4 separate regions of the Mus musculus genome follow, and regions 1, 2 and 3 are each linked to region 4. Evidence: chromatin contacts called from public Hi-C and HiChIP or PLAC-seq data. All regions are on one chromosome and are shown on one strand. Each heading gives the region's core, a stretch centred on a gene start, on an enhancer-like site or on the middle of the called end of the contact. The rest is flanking DNA. Distances are from core to core; before and after follow the strand shown. Region 1 overlaps Chst11 (carbohydrate sulfotransferase 11). Region 2 has its middle 120 kb from the start of Slc41a2. Region 3 overlaps Chst11 (carbohydrate sulfotransferase 11). Region 4 overlaps Chst11 (carbohydrate sulfotransferase 11).

What was found. A called contact is a pair of places that touch in the nucleus more often than the background predicts. HiChIP or PLAC-seq counts read pairs in DNA pulled down with a chosen protein or histone mark.
Region 1: a contact with region 4 is called in a BATF HiChIP or PLAC-seq map of CD8 T cells, with 6 read pairs. The contact joins two enhancer-like sites. A contact is called at or near these places in 11 of 484 Hi-C or Micro-C datasets (DN3 thymocytes, the G1E-ER4 cell line, bone marrow-derived macrophages and 7 more), 8 of 115 datasets of contacts at active chromatin or transcription factors (the 3134 cell line, CD8 T cells, DN3 thymocytes and 5 more) and 1 of 9 other capture datasets (embryonic stem cells).
Region 2: a contact with region 4 is called in an H3K27ac HiChIP or PLAC-seq map of acute myeloid leukemia, with 3 times the contacts expected there. The contact joins two enhancer-like sites. A contact is called at or near these places in 2 of 15 datasets of contacts at CTCF or cohesin (the NIH/3T3 cell line and large pre-B cells), 2 of 484 Hi-C or Micro-C datasets (bone marrow-derived macrophages and neural stem cells) and 3 of 115 datasets of contacts at active chromatin or transcription factors (acute myeloid leukemia, embryonic basal ganglia and fetal liver).
Region 3: a Hi-C map of uterus shows a contact between it and region 4, with 2.8 times the contacts expected there. The contact joins two enhancer-like sites. A contact is called at or near these places in 5 of 39 promoter capture datasets (the HPC-7 cell line, cranial neural crest, frontonasal cranial neural crest and 2 more), 5 of 484 Hi-C or Micro-C datasets (the N1E-115 cell line, natural killer cells, nephron progenitors and 2 more), 4 of 115 datasets of contacts at active chromatin or transcription factors (DN3 thymocytes, bone marrow-derived macrophages, embryonic basal ganglia and 1 more) and 1 of 9 other capture datasets (embryonic stem cells).

The regions. Positions count from the first base shown.
Region 1 is chr10:83,183,062-83,185,761 of GRCm38.p6, reverse strand. The region is part of intron 2 of Chst11 (carbohydrate sulfotransferase 11); the gene reads right to left. Among named protein-coding and RNA genes, the nearest start is that of Slc41a2, 150 kb to the left of the region's middle. Within about 2 kb of position 1,336, at least 150 of the 459 cell types and tissues checked have an H3K27ac peak or open chromatin away from gene starts, as enhancers often do. A contact at or near this core is called in CD8 T cells, the G1E-ER4 cell line, the HPC-7 cell line and 3 more, where this site is marked.
Region 2 is chr10:83,214,210-83,216,976 of GRCm38.p6, reverse strand. No RefSeq gene overlaps it. Among named protein-coding and RNA genes, the nearest start is that of Slc41a2, 120 kb to the left of the region's middle. Within about 2 kb of position 1,261, at least 54 of the 459 cell types and tissues checked have an H3K27ac peak or open chromatin away from gene starts, as enhancers often do. A contact at or near this core is called in acute myeloid leukemia and bone marrow-derived macrophages, where this site is marked.
Region 3 is chr10:83,151,096-83,153,798 of GRCm38.p6, reverse strand. The region is part of intron 2 of Chst11 (carbohydrate sulfotransferase 11); the gene reads right to left. Among named protein-coding and RNA genes, the nearest start is that of Chst11, 170 kb to the right of the region's middle. Within about 2 kb of position 1,263, at least 86 of the 459 cell types and tissues checked have an H3K27ac peak or open chromatin away from gene starts, as enhancers often do. A contact at or near this core is called in the HPC-7 cell line, bone marrow-derived macrophages and uterus, where this site is marked.
Region 4 is chr10:83,002,777-83,005,476 of GRCm38.p6, reverse strand. The region is part of intron 1 of Chst11 (carbohydrate sulfotransferase 11); the gene reads right to left. Among named protein-coding and RNA genes, the nearest start is that of Chst11, 19 kb to the right of the region's middle. Within about 2 kb of position 1,401, at least 146 of the 459 cell types and tissues checked have an H3K27ac peak or open chromatin away from gene starts, as enhancers often do. A contact at or near this core is called in CD8 T cells, the G1E-ER4 cell line, the HPC-7 cell line and 5 more, where this site is marked.

The DNA.
Region 1 (2,700 bases), core at 87-2,586, 180 kb before region 4:
GATAGGCTGGGTCCTATTTCTATCCCAGAGGTCTGCTATACCTTCTCCGGCTGTTGCCGGTGGTCCCAGGGTCCTAGTACTGCCCGGGTAGGAACCACAGCTTCAGAGGGCCTAGAGTCCTATGTATACTAGGGCTGGACCACACTGGAACCTGGGTGTGAGCCTTGTCGAGTCTCACTAAACCTGCTGGGGCTGGTGTTGTCTGTGAGTAACCAGCTGGTGTTCTCCCTGGCATCTGAGGGCTGTAACACACCTTCTTGGAGCCTCTGGTTCACCCATCCTAGGTGCACAGCTTAAAGACCCCTGGGGAAAAAGAACCAGCCAGGCTGTGAGCATCCTGCGAAAAGTACTCAGTCAGTTTATTAAGAGCAAGTTTTGAGGCTCAAGCCCTTGCCTGGCTGCTCTCTTGCAACAGCCACCATCTTGTATGCGTGTCACACACCACTGACTCGCTCTGGCCTCTCTCCCTCCTAGCATGCTAATTCCAGGGTGCAGGTGTCTTCCACTTTTTTTTCCCTCTAATACATTACTAATTCTTGGCCCATAGGAGACACTCGAAGGTTTGTCTGAATTAAAGTGAGAATGCATGAATGCATACGAGTCAGTGCGCACATGCATGTATGAATGTATGCTTACACTCAGGAGTGAATGTAATATATGCACATATGCATGTATGAATAGATGCAGGTATATGTCAATAATGTGGGGTGTATAGGGATTGTGCAGGTTCTGGGTGACTGGAGAGGCTGCTGTGTGCTCCTCTGGTGCCTACATCTGCTGCCCCAGCCCATCCTCCTACTGAGGTTTGGAGCCAGAGTCTGAAGCTGCACCAACGCATTAGCAGATAGGCTGTTCGTCTTAGGAGAAGTCGGCTCTGATGAAACAGCTTTGATCATGGGAGGACTCCTCTGGAGCTTTCTACCTGAGTCAGCCCAGGAAACAGGAGGAGGAGTCATGCCATGCTGGAGGGCAAAGATACCAGAAGAGGTTGGAAGAGCTCTGCACAGGGCTCCGTGAGTTGGGGCGCCTTTCCAGGAAGCCAGATGTAGCTGGAGGGGCCTTATTTACATCCCACAGTCTCTGGGCTCCGGGAGGTTTGGGCCTGGTGCAGAAGGCTTCAGGCTTAGGAATGGGACCATTGCCAAGCTGGCCTGGCTTCCTATGAATGGTGGCCCAGAACAGGGACAAGGGTGAGGAAGGGACAGGGTTCCGACACCAAGGAGGCTGGTCCTTCAGAAGTCTGAAATCAGAGGGGCAGGCAGGCTCTGTGCCTGTTGACTGACACACTCTGGGGATATCGGAAGTCACTTCTGACAGGAGGAAGGAAGCTGGGCCCCTTCTCTCAGCCTCGAGGCTGGCAACTCCCCCCCAGGGCTGGGCTGTCTGTGGTATTTTAGGGAGGCAGGTAGGTGTGTGTGTGGGAGAATATGGCTTGGCCCTGCAGGTTCTCTTGGCTTCTGACTGGACAATTTGGCTTTGTGGTTTCCTTCCTGCCTCTCTCCAGAGACTCAGCACGCCTTACTGAACATTTGACTGAGCATCTTGAGCCCTCAGGCCTTGGTTCCCCATTCTGTACCATGGGGACAATAGTTGTGCATTCTGGGGGTTGCTTTGATGATTGAGGGCTCAGAAAAAAAACATATGGCACCATGCCTGTGTCTTGTGAACACCACGGAAGTAGAAATTCACTTCCTGTTTAACGTCATTGTGGAGGATTGTCTGGAAAGGGGCTGGCAGTAGAACCAGGCAGCAAAGCCTTGACTGAACCTGAATGCTGACTCCCTGTGTTGTCTGGTGACTGTAACTCCTTGACTCCACCTTAGCCATCTGACTGTACGGTCAGTGTGGGTGGTCCAGGCACCTGCTCCTAGCCACGGTCCTGGGGTATTTCCATCAGATCAGCTCTGGTGTCTCTGTTACACCCGAGGAACTGCTGGTTGGGTATTCTTCTCCGGGAGTGGGCTCTGCAGGAATGCCAGACACATCTGGCATCTGCTCACGAGGCCTGACTCATGCACATCTGGTATCTCACTGACAGAAAATGACTGATAGACATTAGCTGGAATAACATCCTGGCTGGACAGTTGAAGAAAGGGGCAACATCGCGATGAGCTATCAGTACAGTCAACACACTGTAAAGCAGGCGGTGGATTTCAGGATGCTAGAACTGTAGGCTATTGTGTGTGTGTGTGTGTGTGGTGTGTGTGTGTGTGTGTGTGTGTGTGTGTGTGTGTGTGTGTACTTGTGGAGGTCGATCTTGGGTATTAGGTATCATTCCTTAGACGCTGTCCATCACTCTCCTTCAACAACAATAACAACAACTACTACAACAGTGTTTCTTATTGGCCTGAAACCTACGCTGGGATAACAGACACACATCACAATGCTCAGTGTTTGTTTGTTTGTTTGTTTTTTGCTCCCCCCTATCCGTTCTAGGGATGGAAGCCAGGACCTCAGGCCTGTGCAGCAAGCACTGTACTGGTTGATCTATCTCTGATGCCTCCTGGTCTATCAACACCCCATCTCCCTCATTAATACAAGTTACCCACGTACCATTCCTGGTGGGGAAGAGGCTAGAATTGGGCCAGCCCAGCAGATACCACCGCAAAGTATTCCTCCCTTTCCCACCTGCTAGGCACCTTCTACCCCTTCCACAAGTCACCCACAAACCCAAAAGTCCAAGAAGCCACCCCCAGCATC
Region 2 (2,767 bases), core at 12-2,511, 210 kb before region 4:
TCCTTTCTGGATGTGCCCTCACAGATCCACCCCAGTCAGGTCTCTTAGTTGATTCCAGATCCTATCAAATTGATGATCACGATTAACCGTGGTATTAATTGGACATATTAACTTCAGGGCTTCAGATTCCCAGAGCGTGTTTAATATGCTACTACGTTTATGGTTTTGGACATCTGGAAGTGGGTTTTCTCCTATCTGAGCTTTTGCACTAAGTTTTTGCACATGTGAAAATGTGTCATGATCCCTAACACTTGATTCATATTTAAGTCAATTCTGCATTAAACATGTTTTTATTCTGCCAGAGTTTGGAAGCAGCTCTTTCCCGATTTCTAAAAGGAAGTGGTAGTTAAGGAATTGAGGTAATCGGGCAGGTTTCAGGTATGAACCTCATTTTCCCGTGAGCCAGCTGTGTGTGGTGGATAAGCTCCTCATTTTCAACTGGAAAAAACACATGCAAATAGTAGCCAGTTCTTAGGAGTATTTCAAGGTTTAAAGACCTATTTTTTAAATTTGTATTTGTGTGTGTGTGTGTGTGTGTGTGTGTGTGTGTGGTGTGGTGGTGGTTGTGTGTATATGCGTTTGTGTGTACGTTTGTGTGTGTGGTGGTGGTGGTCGTGTGTGTTTGTGTGTGTTTGTGTGTGTTTATGTGTGTGTGTATGGTATGTGGTGGTGGTGGTCATGTGTATGTGTTTGTGTGTGTTTATGTGTGTGTGTGGTGTGTGATGGTAGTATGTATGTGTGTTTGTGTGTATTTGTGTATGTTTGTGTGTATGTGTGTGTATGTGTGTGTGTGCCATGTAAGTGTAGATGCCTACAAGGCCAAGACGTTTATTTTATTTTTTGTTTTTCCAACATAATATTTTTATTGATTGCTTGCTGATTTCACATCATACACTGTATCAAATTTGTTTCCTAGTCGTTCCTTGTGTGCCCCATCCCCAGTGACCTCCCTCCCCCAAAAAAGTGCAATTTTGTTATCTGTATACTCACTGGAGCATGGTCAAACTCTCAGCCTGTTAAGTAGAGCTAAGTCTCCCCTCCCACACCTCTGCTGGAAGCCATCTATTGTGGAGAGACACTTCAGCATTCTATCACAGTTTTTAAGAGTAACTAGGCTGTTACCGTTTGGGGGTGGGCATGGGGTGGAGGGAGGGGTTGTCACAGAAGCCGTCCACTTCCCTTTTTCTCAACTGTGCGTCTGCAGTCATTGATGTCACCGTCAAAGGAGTTTATTTGCTTTTTATGAACTGGGAGAGCATGAATCATGGGTTTCACATGGTTTCTGAAGTCAGCACAGACCACAAACAAGGCTCCCAGTTGCAGTAGGGCCAGGACCCAGACAAGGCCCTCTGATGAAGCTGGGATTATGGTCATCACCATGGCTTCAGGCGGGAGCATAGACCATGGATTTCCACATGGACTTTGGGTAGCACAGGCCACAGACATCAATGCAGATCCAGCTACACTAAGACCGCAGACCCTAATATGGCCCTCTGTGACAGGACGAACCTGGACATCACCATGACCTTAGGTATCAGTTGCAAGGTAAGTATTGGTGCAGCTGGGTCTATGTTGATGTCCATGGCGTGTGCTACCACCAAAGGCTGTATAGATGTCCATGGTCTGTGTTGCAGACTGAGACCATGTTGATGTCTGTGGGTAATGCTGCCACTGGGGGCCACATCATGTGGGTAGCTGTGCTGTCACTGGGGGCCACGGTGATTCCAGCCCCATGTTGCCACTGAGAGCCACATCCTGGTCCATAGTCTTACTGCACCTAGCGCTGCCAGGCCTATGTTGATGTTCATGGCCCTGCTACCACCTAAGGCCACGAGGATGACTGTAGTCTGTGGTTCTGCTTTAAATGCCCTGAGCTGAAGTTACAGGTGGTTGGGAGCTGCCCCGTGTGGAACAGCAGGAAGCACTCTTAAAGGCCGAATCATCTCTCCTGGCCCTATTGTGCGTGAAGTTTAAATGAACTAATACATGTCACGTGTTTGAAGCAGCTGTTGAATAATGAGTCTCATAAGAGGGCCAGCTTTTTTTAAAAATCAACTCCATCAGCCTCTATCCTGAGTGTTCTGAAATGTCATAATTCGAAAGCTCTCTGAGACACTTTATTCATATCAGACTTGGAACTTAGGAGGCCGTTAGAATATCTGTCTTTACATCTGGGAAGTTTTGTTTTTGTTTTATATTAAAGGCGTGTTTATTGGGAAGCTGGTCTCTGGCAAGTTCACTGGCTCCAAGGATTGAGGCCAAAGTAATCCCCATAGGGAGGAGTGGGGGAGAGGATAAAGAGAAAAAGGACAGAGAGAAAGAGAGAGAGAGAGAGAGAGAGAGAGAGAGAGAGAGAGAGAGAGAGAGAGAGAGAGAGGAAGAAGAAGAGGAAGAGCAAGGGGAAAGAGGAAAGGACAGGGGAGGGAGGGAAAGAAGGCAGGAGTAAAGGAAGGAGACAGAGAAGAGAGAGAGAGAGATCATTTAAATTGAAAATTATTTCATGCCTCCCCCACTCTCATTCTTATTCTGGGATAACTCAGTTAAAGTCCACTTTTCTCTGATTTCACCTTCCATATTTGTCTTTCTTTTTCATTTCAGATTTTTCATCCCTTTGCCTTTTCATCTTATGTTCTTTTAAAAATAAGTTACTTAACTTTATTTTATGTGTATTGATGTGAGGTTGTCAGGTCCCTTGGCATGGGAGTTACAGACAGTTGTGAACTGCCATGTGGTGCTGGAAATTGAACCTGGATCCCTTGGAAGAACA
Region 3 (2,703 bases), core at 14-2,513, 150 kb before region 4:
TTTAGTGCCTCTGGGGTGGAAGACTCTTTTAAGAGATCAGTCAACAACCATGGCTTAGTCACCCAAGAGTGAAGACAAGCAATCAACACGAAACGTTTAAGAAATGCCTCTGAAACTCATGCCTTGTTGGTCCTTGGATCCTGAAGCCTAGGACTCTTTTTAGTCTCACAGAACCAGAAAGGCTGCTGTCTTAGCTGTAAGTTGATGGCAACCAGATAGGAAAGGGGGTGCTTTGGAAACAAGGACCCACCCAACTGTCCGGCCAGATAGTGCAGAGACAGTAAAAAACAAGATTCAGTGTGTAAAACTGTTAAAGAAAATGGCGACATCCGACTGTCTGATTCTTTTTGGTTTTGGTGGTGGGTAAGTCCATAAAATACATTCAATATTGAAAGTGTAAAATTTAGTGTGAAGCTCCACAGCTTCTGCTCCAAAGGCCTATTTTAGCTTTTTAGAAGTCCATGGCTCTGGGCTTTGGGGCTGGTTAATTTTGGTGTCTGTTTTTTGGTTTTTGTTTGTTTGTTTGTTTGTTTGTTTGTTTGTTTTTTGTTTTTGCATGTGTAGAGAACCTTGGAGTTGGCTCCCAACACCCCAAGACCAAGTTCCCGGCACAAAAGAGATTTCTATGCCCCAGAGGGACAGAGGGCAGGGAATGAGAGACAAAACAGGAGCTAAAGTGGGAGAAGGGGAGGAAACAAGGGAGAGGGGGCAGAGGTGGCCCAGAGGCAAATGGGGGTTTATAAAGGTAAAAGGGGAAACTCTGTGTTAGGGTGAGGCATTTATTAATTAGGTGAGCCAAAGGGAGCTTTTGATTGCTGGACTTCAGTATTTGACAGGGACCTTGATACCACAGGAGGAAGTGGCCAAATAAGGGAATAGACCTTGGTAACTAGCTTTAGGAATGTAACCTAGCAATTTTTAGTAAGGCAGGGGAAATGGGGTGTAGGGCCAAAGCCTTCCAGAGCCATGTCTGTCATGCTCAGACAGGCTAGAACTATCGTAGCATGCCCTACCCCCTTTAAAGAATAGTTCATAAAATTAAAAACAAAGAAATGAAAACCCTCAAAAGGTAACACTAATAAAAAACCCAAAGGCTCCACTTAGAGGATTCTCTGGAAACCACAGTTGCACGCCTTGACTGGAAGTCTCAAAGTGTCCCACAGAAAGTGACGCATCATGACTGAACTTGTGTGGACCCAGCTCTAGAAGCAAGCATCTGCCTTTTTATTGGAACCATTATGAATCACCTACTCCGTCCTTGAGCCTTCTGTATTCAAGGGAATAGATAAGTATCTACCACAATACAGCTAACTGTCCCATAGCCTGGTCTCCGGACTGTGACCGGAGACATCTGACTCTCAGAAAGTCTCCAGTCAGCCCCATGAATCATCGTGTGGAAATGCCAGCTCCTATTAGAACTCTGGTAACTTCCTGCTTGAAAAGTTCACGAAAGACACAAGAGGAATTTTGGAAACAACCCCCGTCTCAGTGAGTGTCCAAGCAGAGGGTACAGGACCAGCCCCAGCACGGCTTCTAATTTTGACCCAGCTTGCTCCACAGGGAAGTCCACATACATAGGAAAGAACCGTTTATCAGCTCTGCCACTGTGGTCCTCTCTGCTATTTCCCAGGTGATTTGCATTCCTCGGGTCTCACATCCACCATGCCTCCTTCACAGTGGGCTTGACAGCAGTATTTACTCACGAGACGGGGACGTGGCTGCGCTAGCCTGAGAGACATACCAAGGGAGGCCACACAGCTAATGACTCTTTAAATCCCTGGTCACCGACTCTAACATTATACCTAATGATTAATGTTTTTGAAAGTACAGAAAAGGTGTTTGAAATTTATCATCAGTTAATAAATCACAGCTTATTTTTTCCCTCCTCAATAAAAAGCAGCTAACAAACCCAAGGCAAGCATATATATTAAAAGTCATAAAATGTGTCTGAGTTTCTTATACCAAACAACCTAATTTGCTTATACATAAATATCAAGGGATAGAAAAGCAGGCTTTCGAGCCAGAGTGAATGAAAGAGCAGGCAGTCATATCACACCCTGGCTTGCAGGAGGCTGGATATTAAGGTCTTTTAGGTCCTACACCTCATGTTTCGGGAGCAATAAGACAAATGAGGTTTTGCACATTTATTTCAGCATAAATTAACACTAACCATCTGGATGGATAAGATAACCCAATAGCCATAAAAACTTGGCAACTTCCACTGGAAGAAAAATTGCTTGGGAGCCAAGAATGGGGGTGGGGGGATCTACACAAGGTTTATTGGAGGAATCCCAGCCCAATCGCAGGGCTCCGAGGCTCCCTTAAGCACAGTACGCTGCCGGGGCGGCCAGCTGTTGGGGGAGAGGTTATGGGGCCAGCAATCCTTCAGAGCTGCACAGCCTTTCACTAACCAACAGTACCTTGTTCTTAAAGCTGGGCATCCCCATGACCCTCAGATGGAGGAAGGCTCAGTGTTTATCATTTCCATGTAAAGATGGCAGAATTGGGGCGTCAGGAGAGTGAGCAGCTCTGAGTTCAAGGCCAACACAACATTCTTTTAACTACCCCATCTGGGTACCCATGCCCACACCTATCCACCCATCCATCCATCTGTCCATTCATCCACCAATCCATCATCCACCCATCCATCTATCCATCTATCCCTCCCTCCCTCCCTCCCTCCCTCCCTCCATCCATCTATCC
Region 4 (2,700 bases), core at 152-2,651:
CACAGATGCGCACACATGCCCGCACCAAAGGGCTACTGCCTCCCGAAGCTCTGGAAAGTGGCTGCTACTGCTCCTGGCCATACGTAAAATCATATGTAGCGCAGGGCTGAACCCCACTGGCTTTCCTGGGGGGGGGGGTCCTGAGGACTCTGATAATTTCTGTCAGAGGAGCCAAGCCTGTGCTCCCCCCACATGTTTAACTGCTAGCTGAGCCCAGTCCCTGGGCCAGACTCACAGATAACCAAAGTCAACCGACCACATCCTCTGCAACAGGAAACCTAATAACTGGCTATTTTGGCCCCATTCTCATTTCCTCTCAGTCGCTTCTACCACAGCTGCTGGACAGTCAGTGTCACAGCAGAGAAGATCCAGGAGAGCTGGAGGGAGCACCTCAGAGCTGGGGACATTAAAGGGCCTAGAGGACCTGTGGGTCCTTGAAGGGTATCTGTATGGGTGGGCAGAGACTGTGGGCAAGAGGGGTGACCTTGTGGTGAGGTCCTGGAGTGGCGTGCATGAGTGTTGCTTTAACACCCAGGAGTGAAGTCCTCTCACAATTTCAAAGGAGTAACTTGAAAGTCAAAATGTATCAAATGTTTATCCTGTCTGTTTTTAAAGTTTGTTTTGTAATTGTTCAAGAGGCTGATTAGGTTACAATACGTTAAGCCTTGCCTTGTAGGCATAGCTACAGAGCACACACAGGGAAAGCCCTATCGCATCTGGGGGGGGGGGGGTTGGATTTTGTTTTGTTTCTCTCTTCTCCTCTCCTCCTACCTCCCACCCACACTTCCCTTTTAGAAGGTCTGTTCCCCTGATCTGACTTCATCATCAACACAGGGCTTCTGGGAAAGGATCCAAGGCCAGGGCACTGATAACCATCTCTCTTCTAAGAGTGACACATGCCTTGTAGAGGCGCCTGGCCCTCATCAGAAGCAGCCCCCACACCCGGGCTTCTTCCATCAACAGCTGAGAACCACGGGTACATCATCATCTTGGTCGGCTGAGACAACATCTCACCCGCCAACCGCCTGCCAACCGGAGGCGTGCTCCTTGTCTCACTTGGTAGGCTGCTAACAAGATGCCTTGCCTTGGGTGGCTTGCAAAAAACCTGACATTCACTGCTCGGCTCTGGAGGCTGGGAAGTCCAAGATGGAATCACGGAAGATACAGGACTCAGTGGAGGCACCCGGGGTCTCACGATGTCCTCTTGAGAGGCAATCGTCAGTCATGGGACTGCCCTGTACAGAGGCTCTAAGTGCACATCATCAGTTGTCTACGTCCCAACATCCAACCTCCTAATGCTGTCTGCTTGGGGACAGGCTTCAGGTATGAACCCTGGGAGGATAGCACTCCCTGACAGACACCCCCTGCTCTCCCCCCCATTACAGGAAGTGCTCCTCACAGACACTAACCGTACACAGAACAGCGTTCTCAACAGGGCACCTGTAGCCACAGTACAGTATGCTTCCATCACTCATAAGCTGGGTTACCTGCCATTAACTGAGTCTACGTAAAGATAAGGATGAGGACAGAACACTTCAGCAGCTACTGGGAAGACTAACTTAGAACAGATGAAAGGGTGATGGGTAAGCCAGCACATCCATCTCAGCCCTGAGGACAATCTACAACTAGAGAAGTGGCCGTGTCACCAAAGCTTGTCACCAACACCCGAGCTTCCCTTTCCTTCAAAGCCTGTGGGAAAAGTGCTCCCTGGTGACAACTGTCTCCTCAACTGTCTGATAAACCCTCCTGGGCTCCGTCATTCAAACACATGTCAACAACATTTACTACAAGCCTGTGGCCGGCCGGCAGCAGAAGAGCCAGTCTGGACCCTCCTGAGACCTGTTATCTTGTGTGGACGGACCTGGACACTAGCCGGATCATCCTAGCTAGGACACAGTCACACGCTCTGATGGGAATATGAATGTACACAGCATTCTAAAAAACAACTGGATCCTTCTACCAGGAGCCTTGGGATGTTTACAGTGTCTCGGAGTCTGAATACATCTTTCAAAGAAGTCTTTAGAGCCAGGCGGTGGTGACTCTAAGTCCCCTTTGATCCAGCACCTTCTAGGCAGAGGCAGATGGATCTCTGCAAGTTCAAGGCCTATGGAGTGACTTCCTGGACCACCAGAAGTACACAGAGAAGCCCTGTCTTGAAAAAACAAAACAAACACAAAACCCATACACATAAAACAAAAGACAGAAAAACAACTTGTTTTCAGAACTGTCCAACGAGAAAGCAGAATTCCATTAAAATGCATCCACGTGACAGGATAGTCTATTTTCCAAGAGAACTGAGTTTCAGTGCTTAGTGGTAAAACCAAGACATACCATAATACTGGGTTCAATTCTCAGCACCCGTATGGCAGCTTACAACTGTCTGTAACTCCAAGATCTTGACACCTTCACGCAGATATACATGCAGGCAAAACACCAAGGTGATTAAAATTTAAAAAATTATTTTTAAATGACATTTTTAGAAGTGAATTCTCTTTCAAAAGTCTCTTTTATACATTTGAGTTCATTTCATAATCAGAAATCTGAGCATGTGCTCACACACACATGCACATACATGTGCACACACACACACACACACACACACGCATGCACACACCACACACTTGAATGTGCCCACACATACCAAATGCTTTATTGAGGCGCTGTCGAGTAGACAAGAGGGTTGGCGGTAGACAAGGAGCC